Linked DNA regions of Anser cygnoides: region 2 is linked to region 1. A link is a contact called in public Hi-C data. All regions are on one chromosome and are shown on one strand. Each heading gives the region's core, a stretch centred on a gene start, on an enhancer-like site or on the middle of the called end of the contact. The rest is flanking DNA. Distances are from core to core; before and after follow the strand shown. Region 1 overlaps WDHD1 (WD repeat and HMG-box DNA binding protein 1). Region 2 has its middle 25 kb from the start of GCH1.

What was found. Hi-C and Micro-C count contacts between places; a contact is called where the count stands out from the background.
Region 2: a Hi-C map of liver shows a contact between it and region 1, with 5 times the contacts expected there. The contact joins two enhancer-like sites. A contact is called at or near these places in 4 of 7 Hi-C or Micro-C datasets (fetal liver and liver).

Annotation. Positions count from the first base shown.
Region 1 is chr5:62,860,318-62,867,269 of Taihu_goose_T2T_genome, forward strand. WDHD1 (WD repeat and HMG-box DNA binding protein 1) reads left to right here. Exons shown (of 26, transcript XM_066998604.1): 14 at 1,057-1,298; 15 at 1,788-1,925; 16 at 2,597-2,753; 17 at 4,573-4,687; 18 at 6,096-6,227; 19 at 6,595-6,815. Among named protein-coding and RNA genes, the nearest start is that of TRNAG-UCC, 6.7 kb to the left of the region's middle. Within about 2 kb of position 2,759, at least 1 of the 3 cell types and tissues checked has open chromatin away from gene starts, as enhancers often do. A contact at or near this core is called in liver, where this site is marked.
Region 2 is chr5:62,904,778-62,912,342 of Taihu_goose_T2T_genome, forward strand. No RefSeq gene overlaps it. Among named protein-coding and RNA genes, the nearest start is that of GCH1, 25 kb to the left of the region's middle. Within about 2 kb of position 2,229, at least 2 of the 3 cell types and tissues checked have open chromatin away from gene starts, as enhancers often do. A contact at or near this core is called in liver, where this site is marked.

The DNA of each region.
Region 1 (6,952 bases), core at 1,509-4,008:
CTTGCTTTTTTATTTATGGGACCACTTCTGAGGAGGAATTTTCACACCCACCTACTTGTAGACTTCAAGGTATTGTAGGATGTATTTTGTTTCCTGAGGTTTTTCTCTAAATCCTTTTTTTCAAGTATATATACTAGAAAGTTCACGCATTGCTAGCTCAAAGGAAATTGTAAACATGAACAATAGTCCTTCAGTCAGCTCAGATCAATGATAAATCATAAGGGCTCTGCTACTTCTTTTCACGCTGTTGCTATGGAAAGATGTTTGGAGCTAGCTGAAGAATTATCATGTGAAGAACACAAGTTCAGGAAACTATAGTAGAAAACTTAAAGCAGCAGGACTACTCTGCTCTTGTATTTAAGAACGGTATTGTGTGGGTTTTTTTGTTTTTTTTTGTGGAAATATGTTGAAGGAAGAACTTTCTGCCTATTCTGGCACATACAACACTATGATAACTTGAAAAGCAAACTTTACCTGTAGGAGTATTATTTCTATGTATTGGTTGTCTGACTCTGAAAATTTCTTTTTTTTTTTTTTTTTTTTCCTAAATGAGGTAAACATCTGAGTTATCTATGAAAAGCTGTGGTGTCTGTAAATTGGTTGCAGACAATTTTCAATCATTAAGACTGCAGAATCCAAGTTCCTAATCTTTTGCTCCTGAAGGATATCACAATGTGACAGACTTACAATCAGGCCTGATTGTCAGGGGTACTGAACACTTTCAGTTCTTGCAATGTTAATTAAGCAAGATGCTTATCTGTTTCCATCCAAAAATCGCCACTCAGACCTCTGAAGTGTCTCTGCTTCATGCTTTAGAGGCTGTAAATCTGCGGTGCTGGAGACTGAGCAGGCTCTTCAGTTCTTGAATAATAACGTAACAGCTTTGCAAACGACCACTCGTAATCTGTAGGATGACGCAGTTCCTATGACAGGCACAGATTCTAGGCCTCTGATAGAAACACAATATATTCATGTAGTTAAAATGCATGATATATTTTCAGATATTGTGTTTTTCTTCTTGTGATACTTCACTGCTGTTCTTTGTCTCTTTTTTAGCAAGCTCCACTGCATTCATTTTAGCTCATGGGATACAAACAAGGAGTGGACGGTAGATATGCCAAAGGACGAAGATATTGAGGCTATCTGTCTAGGTCAGGGCTGGGCTGCTTGTGCCACTAGTGCCTTATTGGTTCGTCTGTTCACAGCTGGAGGAGTTCAGAAAGAGATCTTCAGTCTCCCAGGTCCTGTGGTGTCCATGGCAGGACATGGAGAGCAGTTGATGGTTATTTATCACAGAGGTATTTTCTCCCTTCTGTCTTTTTTGAACTGTGCTTTCGTTCAGTCCTTGTCTGTTACTGGCTTCAAATACTTCAAATACTTCATATTTGTGCATAATCACCAGAATAGTTTTACTTTTCCTTCTTCTTGTCTTCTTGATGACACTTTTACTGTCACAACCTATAACTTTTTGGAATCTGACATCAAAGCCTATGTTTTATATTGGGATGCCTAGATTAACTTGTGGGGAACAGGAGAATTTTGTAACAGTAGCATAAATAGATTAAATTTAGGTTTCAGATACGCCAGAATGAATTACTACAGGAAATTAAGGAACTACTTTGCATGCTTTGTATGTCCAAAATGACAAATAGTCGCTTGTCTGATAGTTGTATTCATGAATAATGCTGCCTTAGAATTAATTATTGATTCAAAACTTATTTAAATTTAGCCAAGAGACAAGACAATTCTTTGCTTTTTGATGTAGTCATTGAACAACTTCATCCTAGGTACTGGGTTTGATGGGGACCAATGCCTCGGAGTACAGCTGATGGAGCTAGGAAAAAAGAAAAAGCAAGTTTTGCATGGAGACCCTCTTTCTCTTACAAAGAAGTCCTATTTGACGTGGGTTGGATTCTCAGCAGAAGGTATGAATAACATTGAGAAATATTGAAGATATTAGGTGATTTTTGGAGGGGGGGTTGGATAGCTAACACCCCCTTAGTAAAGGCAATTCTGGGACCTAGATTTCCCCTCCCCGCCCCCTAAATCTCCTCAATGCTAAACAAAGTTGTTTTTCTGTTCTTTATGAATATTTATAAGAAATCTTTAATATGTTTCCACTATGAGTAGAATACACTTGAGTATTACCAGAATTAAATTTCCCGATCAGTTGCCCTGCTCAGCAAAAAGAAATAAACTGCATAAGTGCATCATAATTGGCATGTTCAACATAACTATCTCAGCACAAGTCCCCACAGAAAAGCTGGTAGGTTGGGAGGAGTTTGTATAATAACTAGAAAAAAGTAATTGTAAAATGGCTAACGTTCTTTGGGATCTACCCAAGTAACAGAAATTTGAGTTCATAAAATGTTTTAAAGTCTTAAATTTGGACGTGAGTCAGTAGCAGTGGTATTGGCTGTCAGAAGGTGGCGCATCTTTCTAAGGAAACTCGTTTTTCCCAGTTAGGTTGTACTGTTTGGGTTGTTGCCTTTGAGTTATGTAAAACGTCATTTCGCAGCAGTATCCACCAGTTCAAACTTACTCGCGTCATAATTAGTTGCCTGCAAGAACAGTTGTCTACATTTGTACCCAACAGGTACCCCCTGTTACGTGGATTCTGAGGGAATTGTGCGGATGTTGAACCGAAGACTCGGGAACACTTGGATTCCAGTGTGTAACACAAGAGAGCATTGCAAAGGAAAATCTGATCATTATTGGGTCGTGGGCATCCACGAAAACCCCCAGCAGCTCAGGTCAGCTATTCCACAAAAGAAGTGCTTCTTTTGTTGTGCTTGTAATTTATAGAACACCTCATAGTAGGAGAAACTGCAAACAACTATTACTAAAGCAGGTAGCTAGTAAATGTGCATGGTGATTGATCAAGTTCATGAATGCAATTCTGCATGGATGTTTCATTAGTCAATTTGTTCTGAATAAACTCATTGGTTTTATAACGTGTAACAGACTAATACTGGCTTCTTGCCGTGGCTAACAGGCATGAGCACTTTTTATTATGAAATCACACATCTCTGATGCAGGCAGATTCAAAGGACTGCACTTTGCTAGAGAATGCTACTAAAAACTTGAAGTTGCTGTTAGGATTCTGCTTCTGCTGTTGGTATATACGTATTTCTTAAGTTTCTAGTTTTTTTTTTTTCCTACCTATGCTTTTTCCTTCTGCCCATTTGAGAAGACTACAATCCTGTGACTAATCTACATCACTAGGCACAGATAAATAAGAAAAATCTGATATTATATTAGTATTTATGCTGTGGCCATGAAGAACAATTTTGTGAAAGTGCTGATGTGTTCAAATAAATATTTAGCCGAGAGTGAGCCATTACTTCAAAATGGGACCATGATGATGTCTAAATAACTTTACTCCTCTTAACTCCTATGATGCTTGTTACAGGTTAGTTGCTAAGCTTTGTTTGTAGTCTTCTTTATTCAGTGATACGTGTCCTTTGCCTAGCAGCTCAGAAGCTGTCAGCTTACGTTTTATAGGCATTTGGGCTCTCTTACTTTGCTAATCATGCACAATTTTGGGTGTTGGTGGAAGACTGCGTTTTATTTATATTCATGTGACACTTTTTGAAATCCTCTGTTTTACGCAGGAAAGAAAATACTTTGATATCACAAGTAAATATCAATTAACTGTCCGTTTTTCCCTCCAAAATATTAAGTAATGTTGGCCTTTCAAAAATTCACCAAAAATGCACAGGACACGTCACACTGATGGGATGATCAACTATGAGTCAGTCATCTTGATTTTTTTCCCCCCCTTCTACTCCAAGAAAGAAAACACTGCTCTCGGAATTGCAAAGAGCATTTTATTCAAAGCCACTAGCATATTGAAGATAAGAAGGGGGAGGGTTATTGTAGAAACACCATATGCCGTAATCAACACAGAACACTAATGCTTCCTGTTTTTTTTTTTCCTAGCGTTTGAAACACTAGCTTAAAGCTATAAAAAGAGGCATTTTTGTTGGTGCTCCTTGGTGCTGCTGGAAATACAGCTCTTCCCCGACGTTTTGCTTTAGTGATTGTTACCAGAGTAGTAGTTTAATGAAACAGACTGTGTTTTCAGTATGTGTATGTGCAGCTTTCCCCCCTCTGTGTGCCTGGACGCAGCACTGTTCTCATGAAGTCCAAAACCCCCATCAGAATAAATGGTAGATGTGCCTGCTGTTTCTCCAGTGGCCTTCAGTTTTTCAGTAGTTCCTGAGTTTAATAAGCTTCATTTCCATTTTGTAATTGCTGTTAAACAGTGTGTTGTGTGAGATAGAGACCTGTGCCTGTTACGTGCCATGTTTGGAGTTTCTGGTGTGAACAAGAGCAGCGTGTGCCTGCTGGTTTTAAAATCTTTTATTGGTTGCAATGTAAAAATAACCCTTTATAATACAATCTAATGTATTGCTATACTTAAGTCAGTAATTTAATTACTACTTTTTAAAGAACAAATCCTCTTAAAGTATCTTGCTTCTTAGGAGACATGATTTAGATGTAGAACAACTGGTGACTCTGTAGCTGATGAGGACGGTGTGTGTTTTTTTTGTTGTTTCCTGTGTACAGGTGTATTCCCTGCAAAGGAGCCCGATTCCCTCCTACGCTCCCACGTCCTGCCGTAGCAATATTACCTTTTACGCTTCCTTACTGTCAAGTTACAACAGAAAAGGGACAGATGGAGGTATGGAATGGTGTTGAGTCCACAGCTGATAGTCTTAGACATCCCCATAGTAGGGATTATATAAGATTCCCATTAATCATCTCTACTACGAAGAGGGTAGTGCAAACTCTGAGTAAGGCACCTGGCTAAGGAGGTTATTTGGGTTCAGGGGTTATTTGGGTGTAGCCCGTTCAGTTTGGTTTGCTTCCCAACTGGTTCTAGAAGAATACAAAATAAAGTCCTTAGAGTTGACACAAGGTTTGTATTTACACATAATCTCTTTCTGAGCAATCAAGTTTCTCTCTGGTTTGTTTGTTTAAAAAGTTGGAAGTGGCCTAATATTTGAGGAAGTGCAGGATTTGGGGATTCGGTCTGAGATCCCCTTGAAGATGCCTATTTTATTTTTTTTTAGGCACAGTCATTTTTCTGGAAGATGTTTTTTGAAAGACGTTTTAAGTATTCCCAGTAATCATTCTGAAAACATAGGCCTTCATATTTTCTTAAGGCAGAGTCTAATTGAAGATGTATGTGCGAAGAATATCCAGGAAGCTGTTATCTCTTTTTCAAATTTTATTAGTCTAATTTTTTTTAATGTGGGGTTCAGCTGTAGTGTACAAAATAGAAAAGGACATAAAATTCTAACATAAGCCTCAGAGTCTGTTTAATGCTATTTGAAATTGATTCTCCTTGATACAAGTGTGGAAGAAAAGGCTTCAATAACAAATACTTTATTCTTTTTTATGAACTCATTCTCATTCCTTTCAAAGTTGTTTTTTTGTTTGTTTTGTTTACTTGATGGACTATGTTGTTTGTTTGTTTTATCCTTTTTTTTTCCCTTGTCCTTTCCAAATCAGGAACTGTATTTTACCCAGAGGAATATGTACATCTGTGTAAATTGTTCTTATAAAGAAACAGGTGATTCCTAATAGATCTGATAAAAAGACATTGGTTTTGAGTAAGTTATTTTGCCACAGAGCTAGTCTGGTCTAATGGCCTTACTAGTATTTCCCTGAACAACCTGTCTCGCAAACGTTACTCCTGCAGTTACAGAGTTATTGTGGAATATTTCCATTTCACTCTGAGACAGAAAATATAAGAGAAAGTATTCAATTTGTTCTATAACAGCTCATACTGGTAGCAATCTGGTGAACATGTAGGTTTTGTCCTGCTGAAAGCCTGTAATAGAAATGGAATTTAAAGAGAGGATGACTGTTGGGATGGGTTTGTATGTTAGCGTGGTCTATTTTTCCTCACTAGGCATTGGTGTTTAAAGAGAATTGTCTGCCACTCACCCGTCATTATAAAATGAAAGAAACGTTTAAGAATGAGTTGATAAAACGCTTTGTAAATTATTAGGTGTAGAGGTGAGAGCTTTGTATTTTTTCACCCTCCCTCTGACCTCCAGCATGCATCTTTCTCCCATTTTCAGGAACAATACTGGCGTTCCATTGTTTTTCACAACCACGTGGATTACCTGTCAAAAAATGGCTATGAAGTTGATGAAAATGCTACAAGTCAGTCAGTGAAAGAGCAGCAAGAGCTTCTAATGAAATTGTTTGCTGTAAGTACAAATACCTTAAAAAATAGAATGCCCAAGACTTTATTTTGAGTAGATAGCATTTGATGCAAATTTAGATGTGATTGCTCTTCGTAGAAATGTGGCTGGTTATCAGGGATCTCTCCAGCTACAATAAGAGGTGGATAGCAATTAATGTTATTACTTATCAATATGAAGGGTTCTTACCAAAAAAAAAAAAGTCTTTTTCTTTGCTATGCAGTTCATAATTGTTGGTGATTTGTCTTTATTCATTCAGTACATAAAAAAACAAACAAACAAACAAACAAAAAACACATAATATTCTGGTCCTAGAGTCATCAGGGAGCTGTATAAGTGAAGTGTGTAACTCTCAAGGCTTTCCTCCTTTCAGCTTTCTTGTAAACTGGAGCGTGAATTTCGTTGTGTGGAACTTGCTGACCTCATGACACAAAACGTTGTGAATTTAGCAATCAAGTATGCTTCTCGCTCTCGAAGGCTAAATTTAGCCCAGCGGCTTAGCGAAATGGCTGTAGAGAAAGCAAGTGAATTGGCAACAGCACTGGAAGAAGAAGAGGAGGAGGAAGAGGATTTCCGAAATCATCTGAATGCTGGGTAAGACAAATTTCTGAGATTAAAAACCTGGGAATGTTTTTACTGATTTATTAATGTTTTATCCCAATTGATGCGCTTCTGCTCTTCTGGACGGTAATTTGTAATGTGTTTGTTAGGAAGTACTAGTTTGTACTGCT
Region 2 (7,565 bases), core at 979-3,478, 44 kb after region 1:
TCTTCAGTGTCATAGGAAGCAGCAGCAAATATCTTGGAGCAAGGAAGGGAGGAAGCAGGGGCTGCTCCCAAGCGTCCTTTTGAGGTCCCTTCACGCTTAACTCTTGCTCTTTTATGTCACCAGGCAGTTTCAGGGGATGAGATGGTGTCTGCTGCGGTTGGAGCTGTGGCTGCACCAGCAGGTGAGCGTGTCCTAAAAGCTGCCCCCCTCTGGAGGGGAGTGCTTCTTGGGCTCACCTGCAGCCTGGATGAGAAAATAAGAGGAAGAAGAAATGAAATGCCTGTATAAAAGTTAGCAGTCACTTTGCTAATCTCTTATCTACGTCTCTGTGTCAAAGCACAAGATGAAACAGGCCAGGCTGGGGAAAAGGCAGCCAGAGAAATTTTGGGGCTGCAGGCAGGGATGGGGAATGTGCTGGGTGCAGCATGCTGTGTGGGTGAACTTCGCGGCAGTCACAAATGGACAAGGAATAATGAATGAAAGCCCCCTCCGGTCTCGTGTTTTTTTTTCTAAACGGACTGTGCTGTTTGGACATGGCTCTCCTGGGAAGCCTCAGAGCACTTTTATGAATTGTCTTTGTTGTAAAGCTGAGCTGCTTCTGCTTTTCTCATGGCTGTATGTTAAAGCTGGTGATTATGGTGGGAAACAGCCTTTCTGCCAAAACAGATGCTTCTGCAAGAAGTTTTCTATTCCCTGCTTTTTTTTTTTAGGTGTGGGATTTGAAAGGAACCTCCCTGCTTTTGTAATCATGTGAAAAATCTGTTTTCTTTGAGGTGAAAAAATACTCGCCTTGGGAGTGTTTACAGCTCAAAAAACCTGATGAGAGTGCTAAGAACCAAAGCTGTAGGAGAACCAAGCTCTGTTACAAAAATGACAAACTCCTGTCCCTAAACTACCCCACCCCAGGAGATCCCATCTCTTAGCACAGGCTGCATTCATTTCCTGATAATGTTCAATGGTAACCTTCAGGAAATGGATGCTTCTCAGGTGTTTTTGATTGCCACCCATACAAGCAGCTCCTTTTGTGTTTGTACTTTCACCTTGATTTTCTTTCCAGTGTTTTCAGTCATCTCTTCCGCACGTGACGCAGCGTCGCTTGTCCCTGATTCACCGCCCCAGCTCCTGGGCACGGCTCCTGGGTCCCCTTGCTTTGCCTTTCGCTTTCAGGTGCAGACGTTGTGTTTTGGTGCAGGTAACTTCTCTCAGCCAGGAGGCAATTAGTCCCTGCAGCAAAGAGCTAGGAGCCTGTCCTTGTCGTGTCAGTGTCCTTACGTATCCCCGCTTCCTGGCTAGGTGCATCCTCTGAGCTCCAGTGCAGCTCCTGCCCAGCCCTGCATGGGGCTGGACCTCACGCTGCCTTTGTGCTCTCAACCCACCTGTGCTTTGCAAGAGAATGTAGAAAATCTACAAGTCCAAATGCTTCTTCCTCAAAGCATCCTCTTGTGTGCAACCAGCAGCTGCTGGTGACCAAGGTTGGTCACACAGGTGGTGAACATGGGATCCTGCTGCCTGTGGATGTGAGATGTGGAGTCAGAAGACGCTCTTCCTAGCCAAAAATCTCTCTTCCTAGGCTGCAGTTGAGGGCCCTGATAATCCTGGAGGCTTTATGTAGCCGTCGCAACCTTCCAGGCAACCTTCCAGCAGCCCATGGTTGCTTAATGAGCTCAAATTGCTCATTACCTGGCCTCTGGTTTCTGCCCCTGCTGTCTCTATCGAGTTATCGGTGTTGGGAAAGACTCTGCAGTCAGCTCTGCCCTTTGAGCTTTAGCTAAGCCCTTCTGCTGAACTCCTGGAAATAACCTTTATGAAAAGCTTGCCTTCCAGTTGTATTTAAAGTTGCAGTCATGGTTTGGTAATCAAGAGGATATAAAAGATTAAAGCCCTTTTTAATAAGTCTTGGTCTGGGCTGGTAAGAGGGACATCAAACAAATCATTGTGCACAGTATTCAAAACAAATTTTGCTGAAATAACCCGAAGGATATCATAGCAAGGATTATTTTTAACAGCTTTTAGTGTGTGCTTGGTGGTGGAGTGTTGCAGGGGAGGCAGAGTGTACCTACCGCGTCTCCTCTCTGCACCGCTGCTCCAATTGCAACAGGAAAGCGAAGGTTAAAACCCTGCCATAAGAGTCATTGAGCTACACAGGCCTATTTATTAAACTGTTTTAAAAGTGCTAAGGCAAACCAGAGTCTTACTTCTTTTCCCTGGGCTGTCCTAATGCCAGCAAGGCAGCAATTCCTGCGGGGGTTCCCTCTGCCTAGCCTCCACGAGTGACAGAGCAGTGGGGCTGTCTGGCTTTGTCCCCTCCGCACCAGGGAGGCACTTGAGATTGCCCAGGGGCTCTTTTTCCAACCCTCTCCCCATTTCTCCATCACCCGTGTGCACCCAAACCCCTTTCAGGGTACAAGAACAGTGCTGGGAGCTGCAGGAGCTGGGGACCAAGGTCCTGGTGCAGGTGTCAGCACACCCTGCAGCAGATCCATGCATGGGAAAAGGGTTCTGTATTTCCTGCAAAAATGATGTAATCAGCACCCAGCGTTAGCAAGGCTATTACACTTTAGTCAAGGAAAGGCTGGGGAGGCGGGGTGTTATCTTTATATTAAAACCGATGATATAAAAGACCGGTGGCTTTCACCTGCTGCAGGAGGCAGAGTTCATCCTTAGCATGCTCCTCCTGCTCTAGCCATAAAAATCACCAGTTTTGTGGTCCGGGGATATGCTAATTACCAGGAGACAAAAAAAACATTGCCTCCAACACCTGTCCTGTTGGTGTCACTGTTGTGATGTACCTGCGGGATGCAGTTAGGGCCTGCAGGATCTCCGCTTGCTTTTCAGGCTGTGCAGGGTTACAGCCTTAGCCCTGCATCAACCCTTCCCACGGGGACCTGGATCCGAGCTCCGTGGGGGTGTCAGCCCTGGCTGTGCACCGCTGAGGCCCCTGCACACCTGGCCGGGAGCCTCCTGCTCCGGTTGTCCCCACTGCTTGTCACTGGGGAGGTGAAACTGGGGGGGCAGTGACTGCTACCATGTGGGATCAATGAGAATGGAGGAAAGAAGAAACTCAGACAGGGCAGGGTTTTGCAGGAAAGCGGCAGCAGTGGGAATGACAGCTGGTCGCAGAGATCCTGTTCTTCAGCTCGGCGATGCTCGGGCCATGCTCATTTACACCCCGAGGAGCAAGAGGAGCAACAGGGCAAGAGGCCCTGGCTGGGTGGCAGCGCCCCAGCCGCAGCCGGGCACGCACAGTCTGTGGCTCCCTCTGCTGAGCCCGGCCTGGAGCTCTCGCAGGAGAGGAGTGAGAGCTTTCACGGGGCTGGAAGCAATTTTTGGGGCGGCTGCGAGGCCTCGGGCTTGCCCGAAGCCAGGCAGGGGGACAAGGGTGGGATGGGGGCACCCAGCCCCACCGCGGGGCGATGCTGCATCGGGAGCCCCTGCGCAGGGCTGGAGGCGGCGGTGGACTCTCAAAAAGCAGGGGGCTAAGCTGCCGGGATGATCTTCCATTTTATTAAAATTGGTCAAAAATCTCTGTATAAAAGTGGGAATTCTGGCTGAGCTGGGCAATTTGTTCTCCGAACAGGATAGCGCAGCAGGGTGTTTTCTTAGAGGCAAGAAGGGGAATGCTGCTTTGCTCCTGCAGGCACCCACGCTGCAAACGCTGCCCGCCGGTGCAGCATCAGGCCCTGCTCTGCCTGCGCCTGGCTTTCAGCCCCTTCCTAAGCAGGGGCAGAGCCGTGGGCATCTCCCACTGCTTGCCGCAGGGAGAGGGATGCTTGACCCCCAAATTGGGCAGGGATGGGTCCGCGATAGACTTGTGTAAGCCTCGCTCACCAGGTGCCTTGCTGGGATGCGCAGAGGAGCGGCCTCATCTTTGTAAGGCTGCAGACCCTGCCAATGAGACCTATAGATATAGAGACTGATATAGTATGGATTTAAGGCTGTATGGCTCCATAAGGCTTGCATGTGGCAGGCTTTCATTACAGTCCTTACAGCCAGAGACTTTGGTTTTGGCTGAAAGCAGGGTCGGAGGGCTGGGGTGCTATAGGGTCTTTGAGTGGTGCCGTGGCCATGCAAGGCCATGTCCTGGCACTGCCTGCGTGACCCCAAATGCTTTCTGCAGTGTGCTCCCGTCTCTGTGCAAAGCCAGGTGCCTAACACGGCTGGATGAGCTACTTAAAAAAAGAAATGAGTCCGTACGTGAGCTGTCGGCAGCGCGGTGAAAGATAATAGCAGCAGGTGAAGGTGCGGGGTGAAGGGCGCTCAGGAAGCGCAGGCTTCAAAGAGAAAGTGGGGAGCCAGGGAGGGGGCAGAGCACCTTGACACACCTGTAATAACGCATGGCAGAGCCTTTGTTGTGTCAGGCACTGGTTTTTAGCATCAAGCCCTAAATAAACCTTCCCCTGGCAGTCCTGCAAGCTGCGTGCCGTGGGGTGCCGGGGTCCTGCAGCTGATGGGAGGCTGCCCTGGGGCTCCAGCCCACGCCAGGACCCCAAAGTGCAGCGTGCGCGCGGGGATCCAAGGGCAGATCCAGCGCCCGAGGGTGCCGGTGCCAGCCTTACGTTACAGAGCTATTTGCAGATCCCTTGGCTGGCAGGCAGGCAAATAAAAATAGCTCGGGGACACTGCTGAGCCTGCTGGTGAAGTCGCTCCTCGCCTGGCTCTGAAAGCGCTGCCAAACGTCTCCGCCACCACAGCTGGATGGGGCTGGGCTGCACAAAGCTGCAACCGGCCCCCCGCAGCCCCCGGTTCTGGTGTTCCTTCCCCATTGAGGTTTGGCATCCAGTGGCATCGCCCTCCCATCACGAGGGGGTGACAGAGGCCACGATGAGCTTGCAAAGCCCTCGTGTCCCCGGCTGCGAGCCCCGTGCTGCTGGAGAGGGCAGGGATTTGGTGGGCGTTGGGAGCGGGTTCCTTGCTCGAAGGCAGCCCCCGGTTATCCCCCAGCCAGTCGCCTTGGGGAATTAATTATTTCCTCCAACTCAAGGGCCTCGTCTCATAAAGCCCTCTCCACCCAGATTAAACGTTCCTGTAATGGGAAATCCCTGCCTACCGCCTGCGATGGGTTGATTGTTCCCCTCGGTGGTAAATCGGAGCGCTTTGCACCTGCACGGGGAGGCTGTGCTCAGGACACGCCGGGAGGACAGGAGCAGGCTGCATCTCATCTGCCTTCTCGGTAGGCTCAGAAAAGACCCTGTTAAGAAGAACGAGGGCCTTGTGTGTCCCACAGAGGTGACAGCACACTGCTGTGAGACGTGCCTGGGACGCCACGCAGCCTGGGGCAGCCCAGCAGCTGCTCCACCAGCTCCGAGGGGCTGGGCTGTGAGAAACCACAGCCTGCGTGAGCCCGACTGCCCCAGCTTGCTGGCTGGAATTGGCTCAAGCGTGGCGTAATCCCCGAGCCCAGGCTGGTAAAGCTGGGACGGATCCGCATCAACATCTCCTGACAGCATGGAAACGTTTCTTCCCCGGCCTTTCCTTTTTTAAGCCTGTTTCCAGTTAGCCCGTCAGCGGGCCCTGCGACTTTCCCTAACCGCACGGCTGCTGCAGACTTCCCTTGGAGCCCTTTCAGCCCGTCCAGCTCCAATTTTCCACCCTTTTTTTTTTTTTCTTCCCCTTTTCATTCAATATTAGCGCAACAAACACGTGCTTTGAAACCCAAACTGCAGACGCACGTACGTGGAAAGTCAGACTGTTTGTGGAAGGAAAAAGCATTTCGCTGGGTTTTAGGTGACGCTTTTCTTAGCCGCTTTGAGCGGGCGAGGCGCAGTGTGGTCGGAGGGTGCTGATCCCCGCGTGCTGCTCTCCCGGGCAGGGTAATTCGGGTGGGATCCAACACCTCCGTGAGGCTTTCCCTCCTGGGGTGGCCCCTCCTGCACTGCCCAGGAGCATCTTTAGATGGAAGGAGCTTGAGGACATGCTGCTGGGTGCTCGGCCTCCTGGTCGGGCTCAGCAGGGTTTTGCTGGGAGTTTCTTCCAGGGAGAAGCGGATGAGGCGCTCACACGACCTGAATAAGCCCATATTTGCAGGTCTTTTCCTCACGAATGATGTTAGTCCCCTGCAGGGACACCGTGGCAGGGTGCCAGCCATCCTGGAGGTCCCTGGAGAGCACCTACAGCGTCCTCCTGCTGCGGGTGGTCGAGGAGCTGAGGGGAGATGCTGTGCTGCACCTCCTGCTTGCAGCCAAGGGGGACAGGGACACTGCATGAATGTCCAGGGATGAGGCTTGGGAAGCCAAAAACTCACCTGGAGTTGGGTCTGGGGAGGGATGTGGCTGTGCACAAGTCCTGGGGCCTGAGGGAAGGCACCCATGGGTGCTGCGGGAGGCCGCTCTTGGTAATCTCGGAAAGGTCACGGTGATCGGGGAGGTTTCTGAGGCCTGGAAGAGAGCAAATGTTACTCCTTCCCCCATGAAGGAGGTGCTGGGGAGCTTGAAGGTGCCGGAGGAGCTAATCCTGGGCACCATTTCGACACCTAAAGGACATGCAGGTGATGGGAGCAGTCAGCGGGGGCTCACAGAGGGACGTCGGGCCTGGCCGGCCTTTAACGAGGTGACGGGCCCAGTGGTCGAGGGGCAAGCAATGGGTGTTTTATTTCGATGTTAGTGAGCTTCTGACAGTCTCCTACAGCATCCTCACGGACAAGCTGATGAAATAAATACCAAGAGAGGGTCAGCAAAGGGATGTGGCAAGTCCTGCCACCAGGGAGGGACAGCCCCGCACACCGACCAGCTGGAGAGCAGCCTTGTGGAGAAGGGCCTGGGAGTTCTGGTGGCCCACGAGCCAGCGATGTGCCCTCATGGCAATGAAGGCTGGCAGCAGCCATTCAGAGGACCATCTCCTGCAGGTCTTTGCTCAGCACTGGTGAGGTTGGCTGGTGGCCCCACTGCAGGAGAGACACGAGCACAGTGATGGGCCATGAGGCTTATTTAGGGCTCAGGGCGGTTGTCCTTATGGGAAGAGGCTGCAGGAGCTGGGGCTGAGAGCCTGGAGAAGTGGAGACTCAGGTGGTTCCTATTGATAAGTGAGTGTAAGCACCTGAAGGGGGTAAAAAAGGCAGAACCGGGTTCTTCTCAGAGCTACAGCAGGCAATGGGCACAAGCTGAAGTCCAGGAAATTCCATTTACATGCCAGAAAATGCTGCTTTTTTACTGTAAGGGTGGTCTAAGCCCAGAACAAGCTGCACAGCAAGGTTGTGAGGATGCCACCCCTGGAGAGGTCCCAAACCCCACCAGCCAAGGTCCCAAGCATCCTGCTCGTACTGCCACTGCGCCCAGCAGGGGCTGGGTGGGACGATGATATGCTCATACCACGCACTGAGCTCTACCTCCTAGGGCCCAGCAATAGGTTTAGTGCTAAAACAAAAGCTGCCGCTTCTTCCCTTCCTTGGTTCTGCCCAGAGCAGAGCTGTCGGGAACACGCCAGCCCTTGGAGACCCCCACAAAAGCTGAGAAAATATGGGAAAAATCAGAAGTCGTGGTCCTCACAGCGATTCAGCCCAGCCTTACAACATGACCCAAATGCTGGGGCTCACTGAGAAACCGCTTCCCCCACGTGCAATGGGAAATGCT